Regions from separate parts of the Sus scrofa genome. Here region 1 is linked to region 2. The links are chromatin contacts, called in public Hi-C maps. All regions are on one chromosome and are shown on one strand. Each heading gives the region's core, a stretch centred on a gene start, on an enhancer-like site or on the middle of the called end of the contact. The rest is flanking DNA. Distances are from core to core; before and after follow the strand shown. Region 1 holds the start of PIP4K2B (phosphatidylinositol 5-phosphate 4-kinase type-2 beta). Region 2 holds the start of MED1 (mediator of RNA polymerase II transcription subunit 1).

Region 1 (5,944 bases), core at 2,706-5,205, 490 kb after region 2:
TAAAATGGTATGTTCTTGTGCTTTGTCCACGAATTTCTGAGCATCTTCAGTGGGTAGGTGGTAGATGTCAGTTGTCACATGGGTAAATTTAGTCCTCTGTTCTTCTATAAGTGAGCAAAGAATTGGAATGTAATTGCTATAGGTTTAGGCTCTTGATTAGTTTTTTTTTTGTTTTTTGTTTTGTTTTGTTTTGTTTTGCTTTTTAGGGCCACACCCATGGCATTTGGAGGTTCCCGGGCTAGGGGTCTAATCGGAGCTACAGCTACCAGCCTATGCCACAGCAACATCAGATCTGAGCCATGTCTGCGACCCACACCACAGCTCACGGCAACGCCAGATCCTTAACCCACTGAGGAAGGCCAGGGATCGAACCCGCAACCTCATGGTTCCTAGTCAGGATTCGTTTCTGCTGTGCCACGTCGGGGACGCCTCTTGATTAATTTTGAGTTTATTTTTTGTCTTGAATATTTCAGCATAATCATGCCAGAGATCGAAAGTCACTAAAAGTCTTAAGATTGGGGTGAAACCACCTGACCAGGATGTTGGGAAGGAAGGAAACTCATGCTGAGCCTGGCACTGGGCTGGGCGTTCCCGCGGGAAGAGAGCGGTGGGCTGGAGAACCCTCGCTCCTCGCTCCTGCCTGCTTCCTCCTCTCCCCGTGGTGTTTTTCTTTGGTTGCTGGGAGAGAAATAGACCCTCGGGTGGTGGTTGTCTTCCACAGAAAGCTCTCATCGGAGGAGCTGGAGCGAAAACGGCAAGAGATGATGGAGAACGCCAAGTGGCGGGAGGCGGAGAGGCTCAACATCCTCAAGAGACACGCCAAGGACGACGAGCGCGAGCAGAGGCTGCAGAAGCTGGACTCTCGGGATGGCAAGTTCCTCCAGTGAGTGCCTCTGTTCCCTGCCTCACGGCTTTCCTGGCGAGGGTCCCAAGGAGGCCGTCGGGCCGTGGGTTCATTCGTTTTGTTTCCAGTGTTTCTGAGTCTCTACAGAGAGGACGCGGAGCTCAGCCTGCAGACATGTTCGTGACGACGCCTCCCGGCTTCTGGCCAGACAGTGGGATGTTTTTCATTTGAGGGGAGGAGAAGTGAATTGGTATTTGCACTGAATCTCTTTGGCCTTCTCCTAAGAACTCATGGCTTAGGAAGCCGTTTTCAAACGAGGCTTGCACTTCTTTTCCAAACCAGAGAACATTTCCCTTAGAAATTTATAAAAAACCGAGTTTGGGATGGAGTCCCTCGAAAGTTATCTATGTGGGCTTTTTTTTTTTTTCTTTTCTTTTTTCGGGCTGCACCAGCAGCACATGGAGACTCCCAGGCTAGGGGTCCCATCAGAGCTGGGCCTACACCAGCTGCCAGCCTACACCACAGCCACAGCAACATCAGATCTGAGCTGTGTCTGCCACCTACAGCACAGCTCGCGGGCAATGCCGGATCCTTAACCCACTGAGCGAGGCCAGGGATTGAATCCGCAACCTCAAGGTTCCTAGTCCGATTTGTTTCCACTGCACCACAACGGGAACTCCTATGTAGGCTTAATAGAGCTTGTGTTCCTACAGCTGCTTTACAGCTCACAGCCTGTTCTAATTCTGCCAGATGGTTGACCGGGCGACAGATGCTTGTTACTTACTGTCACCTGTCCTCTCTTCCTAGCCGCATGAAGCTAGAGAGCGCATCTACCTCCTCTCTGGAAGATCGGGTGAAGCGGAATATTTATTCCCTGCAGAGGACCTCAGTAGCTCTGGAGAAGAACTTTATGAAAAGATGAAAGCCATCGCCTGTCTTGCTGGTTTTCCTGAAGTTTTCAGGGAGGCTGCTGACCCCTTACAAATTCTCTTTATAAGAGTTCAAATGGCTTCTTCCACAGATGTCAAACCACCACTGTTCAAAGTGACTGTCCCCCGTGGATCGCAGAAACAGCCCATTTCTTTTGAGAACCCGTGTGACTTGCTCTATGGGACCCTCGGTAACTTTTGCTGGGTGCAGAGCAGATGTTAACTTTTTTTTGTTTTTTTTTTTTTTTTAGTGGATGGGCACTGGAGCATCTCGGGGTGAGCACTCATGTTGCTCTGGAAGCCTGCTCCCCATGGTCAGGGTACTTTTTATTCCTCTTCCCTCCACCTGTGTGAACACCCCTATACTACCACCTCAGTATAGACCGGACCTTTTGGAAGCCTCTCTCCCCAAAGCCACTCAGGTAGAGCCCAGGGAGTGACAAAGAATCTGGAAGGGAAAACAATGCAGAAAAGCCCTGTAAATGAACTATTGAAGTATTTGGACTTTTTCTCCAGCTGTAAAGCATAGTGTGTATATGTACAAATGTATATTTTTTCATGCTTTTAAAAAAAGAAGTTAGCTTTGTGAGAAGATCTTGTTTGGTAAGTGACTTTACTATGTAATAGGACCACACTGTATCTTGTCATCCAGTAACACAGTAAGGCAGGTCAGCTTTTCTTTCCTCTTTGAATCTGGCTAGTTTTGGAGGGGCCTGGGTTTATTGATAGGACGTAGGGTATCAATCCTTTTACACTGCTTAGAGTCTGCAGTGTGGGCAGTGCAGTGTTGAAGTCAGATGATTTTAGGAGTCAGGACCAAACTGCCAGTATACTCCTTGGCTCTTAAAAGAAAATAAAATGGAAGCTGTTTATTTCATGGCTTCCCTTTTATCATGTAGTAATCTTATTACAATTCTAGATTTTCAGGTGTTGTTTGCTATTATTTTTTAGTCAGGTATTAAAACAAAAAAACAAAAACCACCCAAACTCATGGGACCAGTCTCCTATCTCTACCCCTTTCCCTTTACTTCTTTCACCAGAGGCTCTCACTCCATCCAGGAGGTCCTAGGCACTGCTGACCCACACATTAGCTGCTCTAGTTCCTTGTTCTGCTGATTCCTAATTCTGCCTAGAACGAATCTGGGTTTATATTTTTGAACACTTACGATTCCAGAAACTATCATGCTTAAAACTCAGTTTTTCTCCAGAGAGAAGGTGACATACACTTGTCATTCATTTCATCACCTTATCCTGCCAGGGTTAATTATGTCTTTTATTACTTGGTAATAAAGACCACATTTATTTTTTTCCTAACTGTGTAAAGAGCAACTTAGGGTGAGTACCGAATTCCAGATTCCGATACAGAGCAATATTGATCCGCAATTTGTATCCAATATGTGGAGTCTCAGTTCGAGAGGAATTATGTAACAAAGCGTGGGCGGTTTACTCAAAGGTCTCATCAAGTGGGCCAGAGAGTAAGAAGATTATAATTTTCTGCTGAAGGATAGGTGTCTTAAGGTGCCAGCCTGCACCTTACCCCGAGCCTTTGGCGGGAGGAGGCCGGCGGCCGGTGGGTGGGAGCGGGACCCATTCATAAAACCCAAGGCTCCCGGCTGGCTCCTCTCATTGGCCCTGGGGGGAGGGGGCGTGTCCCGCGGGTGGCGTGCATCCCCGGGGTCCAGAGGAGTGGGAAAATCCACGCTTGGGTGGAGCGAGGGGGCGTTCCTTGCCTTTCCGGGCAGGACCTTCTTTTCCCCTCGCAGTGTTCCTTCTCTCTCCCCCGGGGTGGGGATGGTACGTCCCACCCCCGCATTCCCGCCCCTCCTCCCCTCCGGAGCCGTGGCGCTGCCGCCATCTTGGCACGTCAGGTTGAGGAAAAAGCCAAACCCTGGCTTTGGTGGGCCCGGACAGGGAGACCCTCCCGCGGTAGACAGCGAGACCTACCCAGTCCTCCTCCCCTCCCTGCTCGGGCGCGGGATTCTGAGGCACGCGGAGGCCGGCCCCGTTCCTGTCAGGCCCGGGGAGGAGGGGCGGGCCGGGCGGCCGCTGCCTCCCCGGGGTGGGCGGTACCACCCAGGCAGGGAGGAGAGGGCCCGGTGGCGGCTGGGCAGCTGTACCGCCTGGGGGCGGGGTGCGGAGCGGGCGGGCGGGCTCCCTGGGGCGGGGCGGGGCGGGGCGGGGCAGAGAGGGCGGAGCGTGGGGAGGACGGAACCACCGGGGCGGGGTGGGGAGGTAACGGGACGGGCGCGACCATGGCGCGGTGAGGGAGCGGGGGTGGGGATCGGTCTGGGGGAGGCCTGGGGCCGCTGGCTTGTGCGCCGTCTCGGTCGCCCCCCCTTTCGCCGCCGCCGCCGCCGCCGCCCCGGGCATGTCGTCCAACTGCACCAGCACCACGGCGGTGGCGGTGGCGCCGCTCAGCGCCAGCAAGACCAAGACCAAGAAGAAGCATTTCGTGTGCCAGAAAGTGAAGCTATTCCGGGCCAGCGAGCCGATCCTCAGCGTTCTGATGTGGGGGGTGAACCACACGGTAACCAGCTCCCCCGCGCGCGCCCCTCCGAGCGCGGCCCCGTGCGCGCTCACGCCTCCCCCACCCGCCCCCAGCCGCCCCGGGCCCTCGCCTGGCCGGCCCTGCCAGTAACGCGTGCACCCCCTCGACAAGCCACTTGCACGCCCACCCCGCCCTTGCACGCCATCCCGGCCGGGTGTGCCTCCCTGCACGCCACGCGAGGCCTGGTGCCTCCGACGGTGGTGTGCCGTCGCGTCCTCCCCTTCCCTCCAGCCCCTCAAGCTTCCTGCGTCTGGCAGCGGGCAGCCCCTGGAGCGCAGAGGGAAGGCCTGGGTGGGGTGGAATGGCTATCATCCTCTCCTCTCACCTCACCCCGTTTGTTGCATTTGTTCTCCCCCTTCTTCCTTATAATTGGCTGCCTAGCTCACTGTCCAGTTGACAGGGCAGGTGGCATTGGCCTACCTGAATAGTCCTCCGTTTCTGGTCGTTTGATGTGGCTGCTCAAGGTTTCCCCATCCTCCAGACCTCTTTACCCCTGCCTGGAAATCCTCCTCGGGTTTCTTTTCTTCTCGAACAAGATGTATCAACTGGAGAAGCACTGGCTTCCTTGGGCCACAGATCAGGGTCTTCCTGGGTTAGAGAGAAGGGGGAATAACCATTAGAGAAGGTGAGGCCTGCTTTTGAGGACTGTTCATAGTAGGAATAACGCATCTTCCTGAATTCTATGGCGATCGTGTCAAAGATGTTGACTTTTCAGTTACTGCGCTTTCTATTGTGTGGTCGGGAGAGTGTGGTAATGGATAGTGATTATGATGAGAGAGAGGTTCTTTGGGTCCTTGGGCTTCTTTGAGATTGTCCAACTGCTCCCGTTAGAAAGTTGGGGCCCTGCCCAGTATTTGAGTTAGAGGACTTTGTGTCGGTCCTGTTTGTTTGGGGTCTTTCTTTCTCTTCCAACTACTTGTTTCTTGCATTTCATTGTGCGTCCTTACTTCCAGAAATGAGCAGAGGAAGTTAAAAAACCCGAAATACCAACTGCACCAATTCAAAGTTTGGAATGAAGAAAGTGAAGCTAATGGCTGGAGTTTCTTGTGGATATCAGTTCTTTAGGCTCCGTGACTTTTCGGAGCACTTGAAATTGCCCACAAGACCAACTGATGACAGAGGAGCCCAGGGCCAGCAAGACTTTGAGCTTTGCTTTACAAGAAGAGCCGTCGGCTGGAGATTGATAAACTGTAGTCTCAGCCGGGGTTTTAGATCTTTACCTCTACTGCAGAAAGGCACCGTGTGTCTGGTGAGGTCTTTGTTGATTTCATGGTCTTGGGCCGGTTCAGTAACTTCACTAAGGTGAGGGTCCTGGCTAGGGTAGGGAGAACCGCTGGTGTAACATCTAGACCTCTGGGAGCTGCTTTGATTCACGAGTCCAGCAGAGTTTGTCCCTCTTGCTTCCTGCTGCCTTGGGGGTCATCTGACAATATTGCAGGGAAAACTGGGTCATCAACATGTGAACCCGGTGTCCCTGCCTGGAAATCAATCCTTGGTTTTGTCGTGCAGCTGGCTTCTCACTAGAAAGCATCCTGTCTGTATAGAGCATTGGTTAGAGGCCTGAGAGTCAGGAATATGACAACTTGTCAGAAGAGGACTCTGGGTCCCTTGTTTTATACCTGA
Region 2 (6,003 bases), core at 2,432-4,931:
TCCTATTCAACCTCTAGCCTGGGAACTTCCATATGCTGCACCTGTGGCCCTAAAAGCAACAAACAAAAACCCCCCAAAAACAAAACTTTCCAAAACAAATAGCATATGCATAGTAGAGGAAACAACTCACATGATGTTAGTCATGATTTTCTTATACCTATAATGTTTTCTGGAAATGTGCTTCAAAAAGCTAGTTAAAATAAAAAGTCATCATTGGAATCAAAGTACTCAAAAACAATAACAACAATGTATATATGGGAATTCTTGCTGTGGCTCAGTAGGTTAGGAATCCAACTGCATCGGCTTGGGTCACTGAAGAGGCAGAGGTTCGATTCTCAGAGGTGTGGGTTCAATCCCCGGCTTGATGCCATAGGTTTAAGGATCTGGCACTGCTGCAGCTTGGATTCAATCCCTGGCACAGGGACTTCCATATGCCATGGGTGTGGCCATAAAAAAAACAACCAAAAAAAACAAAAAGTATACAAGAATATAAGGATATAGAACAATGAAAGTAGTTAAATGAATTTACCAAATATCCATTTAGCCTCAAGAAAACTAATACCTCTCTTATAAATGGCTACCACAAGACATTTTCTCTGCTTGAATTATAGGCTGAGATAAAACTAGTATCTCTATCTCGGGATAACAGTAATGTCAGAGACCATGCATATAAACCAGTTTCTTTCATTTTTCAGCATGACTAAATCTTCCTAAGGAACTCTACTACAAACTTCAACCTCTGAACAGAAGCCTACTGTTAATAGGACATTTGGATGGCCATATACTTCCGGTATTTTTAGTTATACAAAATGTTACATTTGAGTTCCAGACCCATTATTTGGGGCGGGGGTGCGGTAAATAGGGGACAACAAATAGGTAAATGCAGGCAACAAGAAAAAATTTATCTTCAAAAAACAAATGTATTTTTCCCTGAATTAAGTTAGGTTCCACCCATTTGAAATGAAACCACTACTATTAATCACCACTAATTTGGTGGATGCAAAGACCTTGCATTTCTGACAAAACATTTTCAGTCTTTTAAATGATATTGCTTAATTTTGACTGTCCCTCTCAAAGAAAAAATACAGAGAATACCCTAAAAAGGATCTGTATGTTTGTCTACTCTGACTCCAAGAAATTTTTGTACTTATTGTTTGTACACACAACTAAAAACGTGTATGTGACTCCAGGATTATTATGTAGAGTTTATATTTGTGCCCTATACTATCACATTGTGTCTCCAATTCTTTCTTGATTTATTTTCACCATTATTGCACCAGTTCCGACTGAGTAGTGGAAGAGAGACTGAGGTCTGAATCCAAAAGGAATCGTTGCAAAACAGCAGTTTTTACTGAAACTCATTCTGGGTTTTAGCCTCAATGCAATTCTGTATTCCCAAACCCTGCAACAATAAAATATCTCAGAACAGCCTTAATGAAACTACTCCCATAAGAAAACAAATATTGAGAATATTTCTCATGTTTCCTTAAAAAACTAAGCAATTTTACAAATGGTACACTCGAGACATCCAATTCACTGTATATAAATTTTACCCCTCATCCCTCCCCCCCAAAAAAAGTGAACCCTGAAATGTTTACAGTGGAGTATACTGATGTCTGCAATTTACTTTGGGATGAATCAAAACAAATGAAAAGATGCCTGATGGAATGATGCACAGGGATGATAAAATAACCAATATTAACTGCAGAATCTAGGTAGTACATATTTGAGTCCTAAGTACAATTTTTTCAACTTTTCTGTTTGAAAAATTGTAATAAAATGGAGGGGAAAAGCCTAAGTAAGGAACATTATACTCTGAAAGCTAGGAACTCGCACAGCTTGATGAATTCAAACTAGTTTATGAATTATAATTTTAAATCAGCAAAAATTACATTGACATATAAAAGACATAAATGGATTTTTCCAATTATCATAATTTCTCTTGTGTTCAACATTTTCCTCACTCACAGAAAGAATTTACTGATAGGCACTGTGCTATGCACTTCACGTTCATCAGTTAATCCTCACAACTCTAGTAGTTACTCTCATTTTACACATACAGAAAATATTTACCAAAGTTCACAAAGCAAGACTAGGATTCCACTCAGGTATAACCCCAAAAGAGCCCAAGTTCTGCTTTTGTGGAAAATGGTAAAGTCTACAAAAAGGGAGGTGCATCTCATCACAGAGGAACAAGAACAGTTATCTTTAGACAATTCACTCCAACAATTAAGTATCAAATTAACATGCCTTTCTCACAAAAATATCACTGTGAAGGTACTACTACCATTTTTTTAACAGAAAGATACTGAAATTGCCTGTGGTCACAAGATAGGTCAACGGTGATGCTATAAAGAAAATCAAATTATCTTTGGAACCAATTTCTGTTAAGCTATACCATCAGAGGGAAAAGGACTAATCGGCTGAATTTTCACTAGAAACATCAGATAAAAGAAGATAGGAGTCCTGTATAAGTTATCAAAAAATTATCAATTAGGAAATAAACTTATGGGTTTGGAGACTCAGTGGATAACACAAATGATAGATGACCTAGGCAAACAGCCTTGAGACAATACAAATGAAAATTTGTAACTTCTTACTTCTTTTTAATCAGGCTCAATGAAGCCTAAAGCACTAATACTAAAGTGATTTTTAAAATTTTAAGACAAGGCAACCCAAATAGCTGGGAACCAGTATCAATCCGATGCAATGAAGTAAGCAGAAGCCTATGATTTTACTCACAGACGCTTACAGCTGAAGATCCCACCACTGGAAGTACCTACCTTTAGCAGCAGTAGGCATGTGAATACTCCTCCACCTCTCCAATTCTGGGTTAAGAAGAGACCAGACTCACCTACATGATGACTAGTGAAGCCAAGTGTTCTAGTCAATGATCAATACCGGGAACTTCAACAGAATGTTAACTTCTCTAATAGCTCCTCACAACCCACCGTAAGAAAGAAAGGACTGTTAGACAAGACAAACAGCTCACCTGGGGAGAGGACTCCGGCTCAGAGACCGCTTGCTCAGGAATGGGCTGCTGGACCGCCTTCGACCGTAAGGGCTTGGTGATCTCCCACTGTAAGAGCCACTCCTTTCATAGCTGGATGAACGTCGCCGGCTATAGGGACTCACGGACCTCTGTCTTCTACTGTAGGGACTGGGTGACCGGGTGCTGGATTGGTAGGCCGAAGGCTCCTTGTAAGGTGGGCTGACGGACTGCCTTCTTGAGGTACTTCCCGGACTCTTCTTGTAGGAGTCATAATTGCTAGAAGTGTGAGATCTTGGGGGACTAAGGTCATAATCTTGGCCATAAGAAGCTCCTGACGGGCTATCATCTTGCTTGGGGCTATCCAACCATTTCCGGTGGGGACTCCTGGACCTCCGTTTGGGGCTGTCCACTGTTTTGTAACTTTTGGGTGTTTCCCTTTTCCGATGACTTTTACTCCGGTCTTTGTGCCCAGACTTCAACTCACGTTCTTTCCGGGTCTTCTCCTTATGGAGTTTGGATGACCTGGATTCCTTGTTGCTGCTGCTTTTGGAGATCTGCGCCTTCCCATGGTCATCATTCTCCTCATTTGAACGCTTCGAAGTTCCTGATACCCGGTCCTTCATCGATCCCGACTTGCTAAAGGTTTCCAGGTTTTTTTCTTTCTCTGTCTGTTTAGTTTTTAGTAAGTCCCGGGAACGTCTGTGCTGATGGTGACGGTGTTTGTGCAGTCGGTCACTCCGATCAGTCCCGCGACGTTCATCATTCTCCCTCCTGTCCAGTTTGAAGGCCATGTCGTCAGAGAAGGTATCAGAATCTGAGCTAATGTCATCATACTCCACCAAAGGTTTGATAATTGTACCCAAAGGTGCTGCTTCGGGGGTCACCAACCCCATGTCTTTGGAGTGCTTGGACTTATGCCGCTTGTGCTTCGACACCAAGCGGTGACGCTCTCTGCTGTTGGAGCTGCCACCTCCCGATGACGGCTGCAAAGTTCCAGAAGCTCCTCCGCTCCCGTCCTTCTTGCCCCCATGTCTCTCTGGATTGGGCATTCCCTTTCCCCAGGCCTCAAAAAGGGGAAAAAGTTCCCCAGCACTCCAAAAAGTAACCCCCACCCTCCCCCCCAACCCCAGCCCCACGCCTACAAAATCACCCCTACAAGGGGGTGGGGAGGGAAGGGACGGTAGCCCAGGCTCCTCCTCCCTCCCGACTCCTCAGCACCCTCCTACATGAGGTAGGGGGTGAAGGAGCCAGAGAAGAAATGAGAGTTCCTCAGCAGTGGAGTTGTGAGACAACGGACTGCCGCTCGAGTCTGTTTCCCCTCCAACTCCAGCCGAGCCAATCCTCAGGCCTAGGCGCCCAGGAAGGAGGTCGAGGAAGTAGGAAGCCGGCGGCCCGGGGCTGTGGGGCCGACTCGGGCTCTGGGGCCCTGTGAGGACTGCGCGGGCCCTTCCCCTACCCGGTAGCCCGGCTCGGGGCGGCTTCCTGTCGCTGGGGTCCCGCGACCTAGGCGCCTCACACCCCCTTTGTCCCTCGCTCTTGAGGGAGCCCCGTTTCTAGCTTCCGCCTCACCTCAATACCTCACACACTCACTCGCTCCCTCACACAGACTCACAGTCACACACTAGGTTAAACCGAAACGGCACTTGGAGGAGCGGGGGGAGGGGGGTAATCCCGAGAAGTATCGCGAGAATATGCCCAACTCTCGCGGTACTTCGTGCTTCTCGTTCACCTCTCGCGGCTGCTTGCTCAAACAACGCGAGAGCAGGTCCCCGGCCAGAAACGCGTTCCGCCAGATTCTCGCGATAAGATCCCGGCTTCCCATTCGAGCAAAGCTTTATTGGGTCTAGGATGATCTTTTAAATTCAAAACTTTATTAATAACTCATTGAACAAAAACGTGTTCTCAGGCGCCAGCGCAAACTAATTTTTGCATGCTTTGTAACAACTCTCAAGTACCAGGATGAAAATAATGTCAACAGAACAAAGGACAAATGTGAGGACATTTCAACCCAAGTCCCTAAGTGTTAACAATTCTTCCCACTTGTATATACTACTACGTGCATTATCTCTAATTCTCTATTTCTCATACTACCCTGCAAAACACGATTTCCTTATCCCTATTTTACCGATAAGGAAACCCAGTCTCAGAAGAGCTAAATAACTCACTCAAGGTGACAAAGTTGGTCCATCAAGGGCCAAAAAAAGAGATTCAAATTCTTGTCCGACACTATACTACAAGCTCTTTCATTGTGTGGCACTAACCCTTTCAACTGCTTAAAGACTTGAATGCTCATCACCTCTTGAGATCATCTTATGACTCTTTAGGAATCATTTAGCCTTTTATTTTCACAGAGGATTATAATTACAAACAAGCAAAGCATAATATTCATGAACGAGACAAAAATCTTACACTTCCCTTCCTTTTTATTTTTCAAAACTCCTTAGCACATATTAACTCATTCCATCTTCACAACTTTCCTCTGAAATAGGGTTGTGATAGTGAGAAGACTAAGGCACAGGGAAGCTAAGTGACTTGTCCAGGCTTTCTCATTGTTTACTTCAGTAAACATGTATCTGTAAGACAAAGTTCCTTCTCTGTGTAACAGTGCCACTGAGGGTCCTCAAGTAGAATATGGACAATGTACTCATACACAAGAAGATATTAGGTGATATGTTCCCTTGTGGTGCAGTGGCTTTAGGACCTGGCATTGTCACTGCAGTGACTCAGATCGCTGCTATAGCAAGGGTTCAATCTCTAGCCCAAAAACTTCCACATGCTACTGGAATGCAAAATAATAATAATAATAATGTGATAAATGTTCGAAGAATATAAGAATGATAAACAGCAGTGTGAAGTTTCAAAAGGAGATTAGGAGTGATAAAAGAAAGCATTATAAAAGTAGGACATTTAGGGAGTTCCCATCATGGCACAGCGGAAACAATCCAACTAGGAACGATGAGGTTAGGGGTTCTATCCCTGGCCTCGCTCAGTGGGTTAAGAATCCAGCATTG

What was found. Hi-C and Micro-C count contacts between places; a contact is called where the count stands out from the background.
Region 1: a Hi-C map of liver shows a contact between it and region 2, with 4 times the contacts expected there. The contact joins the promoter of PIP4K2B here to the promoter of MED1 in region 2. A contact is called at or near these places in 2 of 47 Hi-C or Micro-C datasets (heart right ventricle and liver).

The regions. Positions count from the first base shown.
Region 1 is chr12:23,313,158-23,319,101 of Sscrofa11.1, forward strand. PIP4K2B (phosphatidylinositol 5-phosphate 4-kinase type-2 beta) reads left to right here and starts at 3,956. Exons shown (of 10, transcript XM_021067062.1): 1 at 3,956-4,300. The coding sequence starts at 4,142. It overlaps CWC25 (CWC25 spliceosome associated protein homolog), which reads left to right. Exons shown (of 10, transcript NM_001244652.1): 9 at 722-883; 10 at 1,652-2,288. The coding sequence ends at 1,766.
Region 2 is chr12:22,826,724-22,832,726 of Sscrofa11.1, forward strand. MED1 (mediator of RNA polymerase II transcription subunit 1) reads left to right here and starts at 3,682. Exons shown (of 20, transcript XM_021067050.1): 1 at 3,682-3,796. It overlaps CDK12 (cyclin-dependent kinase 12), which reads right to left and starts at 4,672. Exons shown (of 18, transcript XR_002337130.1): 1 at 2,993-4,672.